Linked DNA regions of Ovis aries: region 2 is linked to region 1. Evidence: chromatin contacts called from public Hi-C data. All regions are on one chromosome and are shown on one strand. Each heading gives the region's core, a stretch centred on a gene start, on an enhancer-like site or on the middle of the called end of the contact. The rest is flanking DNA. Distances are from core to core; before and after follow the strand shown.

The links. A called contact is a pair of places that touch in the nucleus more often than the background predicts.
Region 2: a contact with region 1 is called in a Hi-C map of liver, with 5 times the contacts expected there. The contact joins the enhancer-like site here to the promoter of FYN in region 1. A contact is called at or near these places in 3 of 16 Hi-C or Micro-C datasets (hypothalamus, liver and tail adipose tissue).

What each region holds. Positions count from the first base shown.
Region 1 is chr8:25,878,697-25,883,868 of ARS-UI_Ramb_v3.0, forward strand. FYN (FYN proto-oncogene, Src family tyrosine kinase) reads left to right here and starts at 2,052. Exons shown (of 14, transcript XM_060419485.1): 1 at 2,052-2,503.
Region 2 is chr8:26,050,957-26,056,128 of ARS-UI_Ramb_v3.0, forward strand. It overlaps FYN (FYN proto-oncogene, Src family tyrosine kinase), which reads left to right. Exons shown (of 14, transcript XM_060419485.1): 6 at 1,701-1,799; 7 at 4,531-4,634. Among named protein-coding and RNA genes, the nearest start is that of TRAF3IP2, 82 kb to the right of the region's middle. Within about 2 kb of position 1,940, at least 6 of the 54 cell types and tissues checked have an H3K27ac peak or open chromatin away from gene starts, as enhancers often do. A contact at or near this core is called in liver and tail adipose tissue, where this site is marked.

The DNA.
Region 1 (5,172 bases), core at 802-3,301:
CAGAGTTTGTTCAAATTCATGTCCATAGAGTTGGCGATGCTATCTAACCATCTCACTCTCTGCCACTCCTGCTCCTTCTGCCTTCAATCTTTCCCAGCATCAGAGTCTTTTCCAATAAGTCGACTCTGTATCAGGTGGCCAAAACATTGGCGCTTCAGCTTCAGCATCATTGCTCTAGACAATTGCCTCTCCATTCCAATCCATAGAAAACTAGGAGAGCCATGGCAGGCTAGTACTGAGAAAGAAGAGCCTCTTCTCTTGAGATAAACAATTCTTGGCTAGATGAAGTTTGCGTTCTCTTGTATGGAAATTTCTAGTCCTAGTTGGGGTTCCATTTCTTGGGATTATGAAATAAATAATCAACACATAATTTAAATATGATTTCATTCAGTATTTTAAGGAAGAAAGAAACCCAGTAATCACACTATACAATCACTTTAAATTTAGTTTTTAATTTCTCTTGTCCTCAGTTTCCTCATTTGTAAAATGGGGATTTGTTTAACAAATGTTAGCAACTTTAAAAAGTATTGTGTACCTACTGTATAGCATAGGGAACTCTGCTCAGTACTCTGTAATGACCTATATGGGAATAGAATCTAAAACAGTAGATATATGTATATGTATAACTGATTCACTTTGCTGTACAGCAGAAACTAAGACATTGTAAATTAACTATACTCCAATAAAAATAGATTAAAAACAAACAACCCCCTCCCCACCCAATATTGCACAGATTTCTCAGGGGGAAGTTTCCATATAAATACCTCTTAGTTTAATTTTTTTTTAAGTACTATGTATCCAAAAAAAGGCAGAAAAAGTGACTGGTATTTGAAAACTACAGTCAAAACTTAGTGGGCAGGAAAGGTAATATTATAGATTTTGAACATAGAAGCAGATGCCAATTCACTTATATTTCTCAGAGCGCTATATTTTGCTGAGGGGGTAGGGTAGGATTCTTGCCAAAATCATTAAGAAGAATGAATCTGAGCATGCCTTAGAGTAGAACTTTCAGTAAACAGGAATTACCTATAAAGAAAATCAGGAAGCTGAAGTGTTTGCTTTTTTTTTAATGAAGTTACATCCTGCCATAGAAATGCTGGATAGGAAATAAAGACTGATGCACTCCCAGTTGTATATTAAACCAGCTATTATTTCATCAAGGAAAATCTGAGCAAAAGCTCAGATTTAGAGAAGGAAAAAAACCACGGGAAGGCTGAATTCATGAGAAAACAAAGACAACCAATGGCTACAATTGAACATGCTTTTGGAAAAAGCTATACAAACAAACACCCACTCTGTGATTGCAGATTCCATAGTAGTCGCTTGCCCTCTCCACCCCTTACTCGTATTTCCCTAATACTTCCTGCAGACTTTGCTTATATATATATACATATATCAGAAGACTATCAGTTCATTCTAATTTATTCCGTTTTATCCCCTTCCTTTTCTTCCTCCCCCTCCTTATAATTACTGATAATATTAACCGCGCGTTTCCAGGTTTCTCTTTTTTCCAGGTTTCTGTGATGGGATTCTCCCTTGCTCCGCACTCTTCGGTTTGATCAGAGAAAACAATTTAATCATCCTAACAGTTTCCCAATTTATCCTCCCACCTTCAAATTAAAAGACAACAGAAAGGAAAGATAGCCCTTTCTCAAGGCAGGTTCCCATGGTTTTGAGGGAATGGCAGATGCCTTTCTGCAGTAGCGGCTGCAACCTTCTCCAAAGCAGAAACTGAAGCTCACACTCTCCTCTTCTTTCCTTACCCTAACCCACTACCTCAAGTCCACGTAAACCTTAAAAAACACACACGCACAACTCCTCCAATCTAGTATCCCCTCTCACACCCTTACACCACAAGCACGCCAGGATGCCCAATGCCACCGGAACGCTCTGCCCACTCGGTGGCCCCACCCATCGCCGCCCCGCCCCCGCTTCAACCACCAATGGTCGCCGCCCGCTGCTCCCGAGGGGCTCGTTGATTGGACAGTGGAGCCTGCCACTCTCGCGGGGCCTCCCGCCCTCCCTCACTCCCCGCTGGGGCTGGAGGGGCTGGAGCATCAGCGCGAGTAGCTCGGAGCAGCCGCGGCAGCGGCGGCGCGTCGTTGCAGTTGCGCCATCTGTCAGGAGCGGAGCCGGCGGGGAGGGGGCTGCCGCGGGAGAGGAGGAGGGGTCGCCGCGAGCCGAAGGCCGCCGAGACCCGCCCGCCAACCGGCCGAGGGAGCAGAAGAGAGGCTGCCCTCGGAGCCGCGCGTCCATCACCGCCCGGGCGCGCGGCGCTTCACCCCGCGCACCGAGGGCTCCCCAGGCGCACACAAAGCCGCCGCCCGCGCCTGGGAGGGATCCAGTCGCCGGGCCGGGGACACCCGGCGCCGCCCCCTGGGCACTCTCAGAAGGCCCACCGGCTCCCGGGCCCGCCGAGCAACCACCGGAGCCGCTTCGGCCGCGCCGGAGGAGGCGGGGAGTGGACCATGTGAATGGGCTCCGGAGCCTGAGCGCAGCGCAGGTAAGCGGCCGGGGATGCGCCGCGGGGCCGCGGGGATGCTGCGGAGATGCGGGCCGCGGGCGCCGAGCGCAGCGCCGCCCCCGCCGCGGGGCCCGGCGCTGCAGTCTCTTGGCCATCGTTGCCTCTGGGGCTCCCCGCGGGGCTGCCAGGGAGTTGGCCTTGCTTGGAGTCTTGCTGTGGTCGCTCCGGAGGACACCTCTGCGGGCTGCAGCCCCGAGGTAGCGCAGGGCTGGGGGGTCCATTTCCTCAGGGTGTGAATAGGGATTGGCTTGGGGGGTGGCTAGGCCGGCCCAGACTCCGCCTCCGCCCTCTTTTCGGGGCCCCCCGCGGGGACCCGGGCTGTGTGTGTTGTTTTAATGTCAGGGATGATGTAATCACTTAATAATTGATGCCCCGTGCTGCTTCCCTCCCCACCCCACTCCACCCCTGCCCCACTCCTCCACCTCTCGGCCTCCTCCTCCTGTGGCCGTCGCCTTTCCCATCGCATCCTCCAGCTTATTTCTGGCACCTCCCTTGCACTTCCCCCATCCTCCCCTCGACTCTTCCTGTGCCACCACCCACCCTTCCCCAGTCCCCCGTGCTGGAGCCTTAGCTCCTCTTCCTCTGACCCCTCCAACCCTCCTGCTCCCTCAGGCTCCTTTCTCCTTCCTTCTCAGCTCTCTGGATTTCCTCTCTACTTCCCTAGATCGATGACTGTTTTTGTTTGGTCGCCTCCCCTCTCTTATCTCTGCGGCCACAGGCGGAGGGGACTGAGCCAGAAAGAGGCCACCAGGCTTGGGCCTCGGCGGAGATTTGCTGGGACTGAGTGAGAAGAGGGATAATAAAATCACCCTTCTCGCCCCTCCTCCCACCAATAAATCACACAGACTCGCGGGGTGTGTGTGTGTATGTGTGTGTGTGACACAAAGAGCCCTTTCAGTGCACAGAGAGGAGACGCATAAAGTGCCCAAGGGTGGGCGCGATGCTTCTTGTTTCTCTTCCCTGGGGCTTCCCTTTTGCTCAGATAAAGCAGTTGATCTTCTCTCTGAGAGTCTTTCCTGCCACATTTACCAAAAAATAAAAGGCCCCAGATGCAGGGTGGCAGGTGCTGCCGTTTTGCTGTATTCATGGACCGGTAGTGTTGACTGGCGGCTGCAGTACTTCTTAGATTGAAGGGGGAATTGATTTCAGCTGTCTGAAGAGTTGCTTTACTCTCAGGGTAGCACCCTCCCTTGCCCAGTTTTAACTCCCTTTCATGGTAGGGGGTAGGATACATGGGTGTGGGAGAGGGAGAATTTTGTTTCCAAAAGAGAGTTATATTGATGTTTGCTAGGAGTGAGGCAGCCTAACTTGCTTCTCTCAAGTCTAAGGAGGACTGAAGTCATTTGAAATGAAGTCTTGTCCACCCAGTGATGGTTGTTTCACCCTTGTATTTAAAGAAGCTCCTGGGGACATTGCTAACACAGCAGTAAGTCGGTATTTGGAAGACTACTGGGGACTGTGTCTCTCTTGCCTGCTTCAGGGTACCCTTCAGACAGCCACTTCCTTCCTCTCACCGCCAAGCCACTGCCGTACTTTCCACCCTTTGTGCTCTTTCTCCCAAGTCCCTGCCCCTCTGCCCCTCGGGTCCTGTGCTTTCAGACAAGGGACTGATTTTTGGAGGAAGTGGTTTTGTTAATTGTCTCAGGTGTTGGAGGCACTTAGCTATGAGCGAAGAAGGTAGAGAATCTTTTGCCTGATCTCTTAAACCATCTGCTTGATGTTCCTCTTAAAAAGGAAATGTAAATGTAAATCTGGGGGCTTAATGTTCCATTCTGTAAGCCAGTGACTGTTACATGCTTAATCAATAATGTCAAAACTTAGGTCGAACCCATTGATTCCTAAGAGCATGGCTCTTTGACTGTTATAAGTAATAGAACTGTCTCAAGTTCTTCAAGAATTTTATTAGAGAAGAATTGTTATGGTTCATTAAACATTTACTCCTGCACTTTCTAAGGACATTCATCTTGGAACATTTTATATTTTAAAAAAAGCAAAAGGGTTAATGAGGGTAGTGTTCAAAACAAAAAAACAAAGCCTTGTTTGTTTGGCCAAACCCAGGAAAGAAAGTGCACAATAAGCTCACCCTCTGTTGACCGAGTTCAAGAGAGTGGTGAGGTTGAATGTGAACAAATGCATATTCTGCTTTCTGTACTTTTATTCTCTGCTTTCTCCTGGGTCTGAAATCTCCTAACCCCATCTGATTTGCTTGGGTTCTGTTAAACCTAAGGCCCAGCTCAAAAGTCTTCTACTCTGGGATGCTTTCTCCTCCTTTCCCCTTCAAGCAAATCACCATGCCTCCAATTTTGCTTTCACACTTCAGCAGCTGGCATTATGGTTGGCACGTGTCTGTTTCCATCATTAGTTGATCAACACATTGAAAGAAGGAACCTGGTCTTGTTTCAACAAATGTGTTAGGTCTTTGGTATGTGCTAAGCACCTGGCTTAATTAGGCTAATATTAGCAGCTATAACAAATAGGCCTGCAAAAATATAATGACTCAAAAGTAATAGATGTTTATTATTCCTCATGTAATAGTTCAAAATGGGTATTTCTGATCAGTGGGTGACTTTCCTCCATGCAGTGATTCTGGGCTCCAAATTCCACCATGCCTTGGCGCTCCATTGTAATTTGCTTTCAGCTGGCAGAAG
Region 2 (5,172 bases), core at 690-3,189, 170 kb after region 1:
TGGAGGCCTCTGTGACACCGTCCGTGTCAGAGCTACAGCCCCACATACACACTGACCTTTGTTGATGGAGGCGGAGGCGCACACTCTGCTCCGCCCGTGCTCTCTGTCACGTGCAGCTGTGTGAGTCTGATCGTATGAACTCTGACCTTTCCATCTATTCATTTGCCTCAAGCTGAGTCATGTTTCACGTCCCCCTTTCCGTCCGTCTGCCCACAGCACGGAGCGCCCGACAGATGAGGCCATGCTGTGGCTGAGACACCGGGCTGAAGTGCTGAGACTAAGACTCTCAGCCTCTTAGCGAGGTCTTTTCCTCCCCCTGCACTTGCGCCCACACAGCTGCACCCACCCTTCCTCCCCTGCCCCCCAGACTCGGGCCAGTGCTGTCAATACCTGATGAAATAACCTCAGAGTGAAAATGTTATAACCCACTGTAAGCTTTATTCTTCTACCCATTTTCTTGAAAGCAAACAAGGCAGATATTCAGAGGGCCTGCATCCTTTATTGGGCCTCCTGACAGGCCACCTTTCTGAAATCATATATAACTATGAAGGGCTTCCCAGGTGATACACTGGTAAAGAATTCACCTGCCAATTCAGGAGACTCAAGAGATACAGGTTCGAGCCCTGGGTCAGGAAGATCCCCTGAAGTAGAAAATGGCAAGCCACTCCAGTACTCTTGCCTGGAGAATCCCATGGACAGAGGAGCCTGGCGGGCTACAGCCCACGGGGTCACAAAGAGTCAGACATCACTGAGCGACTAAACACACAGACACACACATGCAACTACAGTGTCTGCCTGCTGTCTGTCTGTCCCCTTCTCCCTTTTTCCTTTCTTTCTTTCAAATCATTTACTAGCTGACAAAATAACGTTAAAGCCAGTGGCCTGCATAGAGGTACCAGGATGCTGGGGATGAAGTAGAGACTGTTAGCCAAATTAGCACAATCAGTGCATCCTGTATTTTCTCCCAGCTTCATTGAGATATAATTGGAAATATGACATTGTATAAGTTTAAGGTGTGCAATGTGATGGGTTGACAGATGTATGTTGTGAAATGTTTACTACAAGAAGGTTGGTTAACACATCCCTCACTTCACATAATTATGATTTTGTTGTTGGTACAATGTTTTCCTTAAGTGGGCAGTGATTGAGTTCCCTTCCCCTCCAAGTTGGAGACACTTACCAAGCCAAAGGGACTTAGTGGGCGGTGCTAGTGGCAAAAAAAAAAAAAAAGACCTGCCTGCCAGCGCAGGAGACATAAGCCACAGAGGTTCGATCCCTGCATCAGGAAGATCCCCTGGAGTAGGAAATGGCAACCCACTCCAGCATTCTTGCCTGGAGAGTCCCATGGAGCCTGGTAGGCTACAGTCCATAGGGTTGCAAAGAGTCGGACACAACTGAAATAACTTAGCACGCACCAAGCCAAATGCCCTCTTCCCCATCAGTGCTCCCTTGTGAAGGGTCATACATTCTGAATTCATAAACAAAGCGAGAGGTGACAGACAAAGCTGGACTCCTCTCCCAGCTAATGTGGATTGCATGCATTTGATCCTCGCAGAAAGCTGTGTGGGAGTTGTTTGGAAAAATCAGGTAGTAGAATGACTAGAAGGTGGTCATGTGCTCCTACTACACCGAGTCTGTGACTGCAGAACACTGAACTTGTGGACATATTCACTTCCTTTTCTCTTTTTTTTTTCCTCCAGGGAAGGAGATTGGTGGGAAGCGCGCTCCTTGACAACTGGAGAGACGGGTTACATTCCCAGCAATTATGTGGCTCCAGTTGACTCCATCCAGGCAGAAGAGTACGTTTTGCTGTTTTCTCTTAACTACTTGCTTTTCCAAGTTAGTTGCCCTGATAAATTCATTAACCTTGTGCAAGAGGAAGAAGCAGTTCCCTGGAGCCATTAAGCGGGGAGCGGATGTGGCGGTGCTGTGACCTTCAGGCCCTATGCCGTGGTTTTTGCCCCATTGCGTAATGCTTGTACCCTGATTAACTTAATGTTTTTCTTAAAGCCTGCTCACTTTTTTTTTTTTTTTTCCCTGCTCACGTTTTAAAAACATTTATTTCGAGAAGAAACTTTATAGTAGCACCTCAAATGAAAACCCAGTATTACTTGCCATATATAGAAATAACCGTAAGAACGTGATGAAATTCTAGAGCCTGCATTACTGGCCACTCCAGGATCTAAGCCTGCAGTCTGCTGAAGAAAAGAGGGGAGGGGAAGGAAGAAAGGAGGGATGGAGACAGAGAGAAAGGGAGGTGTAAGTAATTGTTCAAGATCAATTGGAGATTTTTCTCCTCAGCGTACACGGGTGTTAAAGGGGTGCTGGAAAGGCATACCGTTCACACCCCAGGTAGGAATAACTCACGTGCAGTGTGTTCTGCCGCTCAGCAAGCCCCGTGGTCATGCGCTTCAAATGGCCCTTTGCTTTGACATGGAGTCTCAGGTGGCTTCTTTCTTAGCAAATTGTGACTAGCAGTTAGTGCAAGGGGTTCACTGATAGCGGTTTCAGAAGATGGTCGATGGGCTGAGGGAATATCCCAGAAGGAGTGACCCTAGTTCCTCCCCCTGGCCTGTGGGGATTCATGGGCATTTCCAAAGCTGAGAGCTGTGAGGATGGCTCGTGTGGCGGCCCTCCCCTCTGAACTGAGGGCGAGGGAGGTGGATCAGGATCTCCCGAACGCGGGAGCCGGGCCTTGCCCCACCGCCCACCACACTGCCCCGATACCTAGGGGACCCGCCTCTGCTGCCGGAGGCAGTTCTGACTTTCCAGCAAGGTTGCTGAGAAGAGTCGGCCCCGGAGTCCACGCTTTGGCTCTGATGTTTAACATGCCTGGCGCTTATGTCAGCACTGCAGGGACAGCTAGACTCCCCTGTGGGATGTCTTGCTTGTCTTTAATTCCCCTGTATCTCCTCTAGGAAGATCTGTTCTGTTTTCCACTGTTGAAGACTCAGTGACTCTGAGCTCCTTTTTGCTCTCAGTGAGTGTTTCATCATCAGTGAATAAAGGAATCTGCCCTGAATCATTATTTTAGGGCAGGTTTGCAAACATCTCTGTGTTCTTTCAGAATAAAAGATGCCACCAAAATATACCATTACTTTGACTGAACTGGGAACCTACCCAATATACGTTTAAGTTATGTTTGTAACAGTTCTTTAAAGAAGAAAATAACATTTAAAAAATAATACCCATGGTTTCACATGTGCGGTTTATTACCATTATCTTAAAATACGATTGCCTTAGTACACTCTATTGTTCTAATGGTTCCCTTTTCACCATTGTTCATGTTTACACTGCATTTTAATTGGGTTATTGATACAAATCTGGAAAATCATTTCCCACAAATCATTGGTGTAGTTCCTTTTATAGCCCCTAGCACAAGGTTAGGATTGTTGCAGTCTTGTGCCTTTAAAAGTCACAAAGGAGCTGGCATGCAGTGTGTCTTTTCTTATCTTCAGGGAAGCTCGCTCATTCACAAAAGAACTTGACAGTGAACACATAATAGCTGTGTTCATGTATAATGAATTGAAACTTCATTTTAGAAACTGGATCCTTTCACAGTCAAACATTCTAAAAATTGTCCCTGTGCACAGATTCCAATGGAGTGCCACCAAGTTCTCTCTGGGGGCTCTAGAAGCACCTGCTGCTCACCCAGCATCTAGTGCGGAAACATTACCCAATTGTCAGGCTGGGCTTACGGCTGGAGAGTATGGGGGGAGGTGCAAGATGAAGAAGGCAGGCCAGGAGGCGACTTGATGCAACGCTTCCTGAAGTGGCACAGGAGTGATATTACAGGGAGAGGAGGAACACGTCTGTGACGCCGAGCCGTTTTTAAGGCTGAGCTGGTTGACTGTGCACAGTAACGTGGGCCTGCCGCTGTGCCAGAGGTCACGTGTGGCAGGTCACAGCACCACCACTCAGCAGATGCCTCTTACCAGGTCCTTCCTGCTGCTGAGCAGGAAGACAAGAGTCACAGGCATCCAGGGACAGCAGTCGTCTCAAATTAGGGATAGTCTTGACCTCTTTCTTTCAGAGTTCCTATAGGTAGGAAGCTACTGAAAATACTGTTTAGCCATTCCAATGGGCTTTTTTTTTAATGCTTGATTAATGATCTTTATGTACACTAAGACTGTATTTTGTTATTTGCCAAGGGTTGTAATAATGCTCAAAAATCCAGGGTCTTGTAGAAGCTCATGGGCAGGGTGTCCTGCAGCTGCCATTTCAAAACAAGGTCTGGGGTTTTTCCTTTTTGTTCATGCAGGCGATACTTGCAACACAAACCCACCGGTTTCCCATCATCTCTGGAAGGAAGGAAAATAACCTGCAATTCAAATCTGATTGTTTTTCAGGCGTGAAAGGGGTGGATTAGGGATGGAATCAGGAATAGATTGAAAGGGAGCTAGATGAAGCTAGGAAAAACACACAGGGGAGGCTAAGGAGGGACTTGGAGGTGACGAGGAAGCACGGGCACTGTTCCACTTCGGCAAATGATCGGTAGACAATGTCTCCTTCCCTTGATCTCATTTACAGGTGGTACTTTGGAAAACTCGGCCGGAAAGATGCTGAGCGACAGCTTTTGTCCTTTGGAAACCCACGGGGTACCTTTCTTATCCGTGAGAGTGAAACCACCAAAGGTAAGATAACGAGTTGAAGGCGTTGGCTTGTCATTCAAATCTGTGGATTAGTCAGAGGGGATGAAAGGCTTATCTCTAATGTACAAGGATTTTTAAATGGCACATATCCTCTCTGCCTCGCTAGCAGAGTCCTATTTTCAGTTTCCCCTCCAGGCTCTAGAACTGCAGACAGTTCGGAAAGGACTACAGAGGCTGGAAACCAAGGCCTTCCTCCCGAAACAGGGGCTGGGCTGCTTCTCCCCTCCAGGCACACAGGATCACAGGACGTTCAGAAGTCCTTTAGAATTAGGATTTTCTGAAACTCTTAGTTCCTCAGGCGCCCATCACACAGGTTGTTTTGTTTTGTTTTGTTTTGTTCATTTCTTTTTTTCCCACAATCGAGGACTTCTCTTCCTCCATTTGCTTCTCATTATTTAACAACTCATTAGAGGAGCTAGGCCAAGGAAACAGCAGTGGCCTTCTAGCTTGAACAACCAGACTACTGGTTATCTGCTCCTGTGAAAAGTGTTGTGAAGCAAGAATTGGAAGCTCCGTTCTA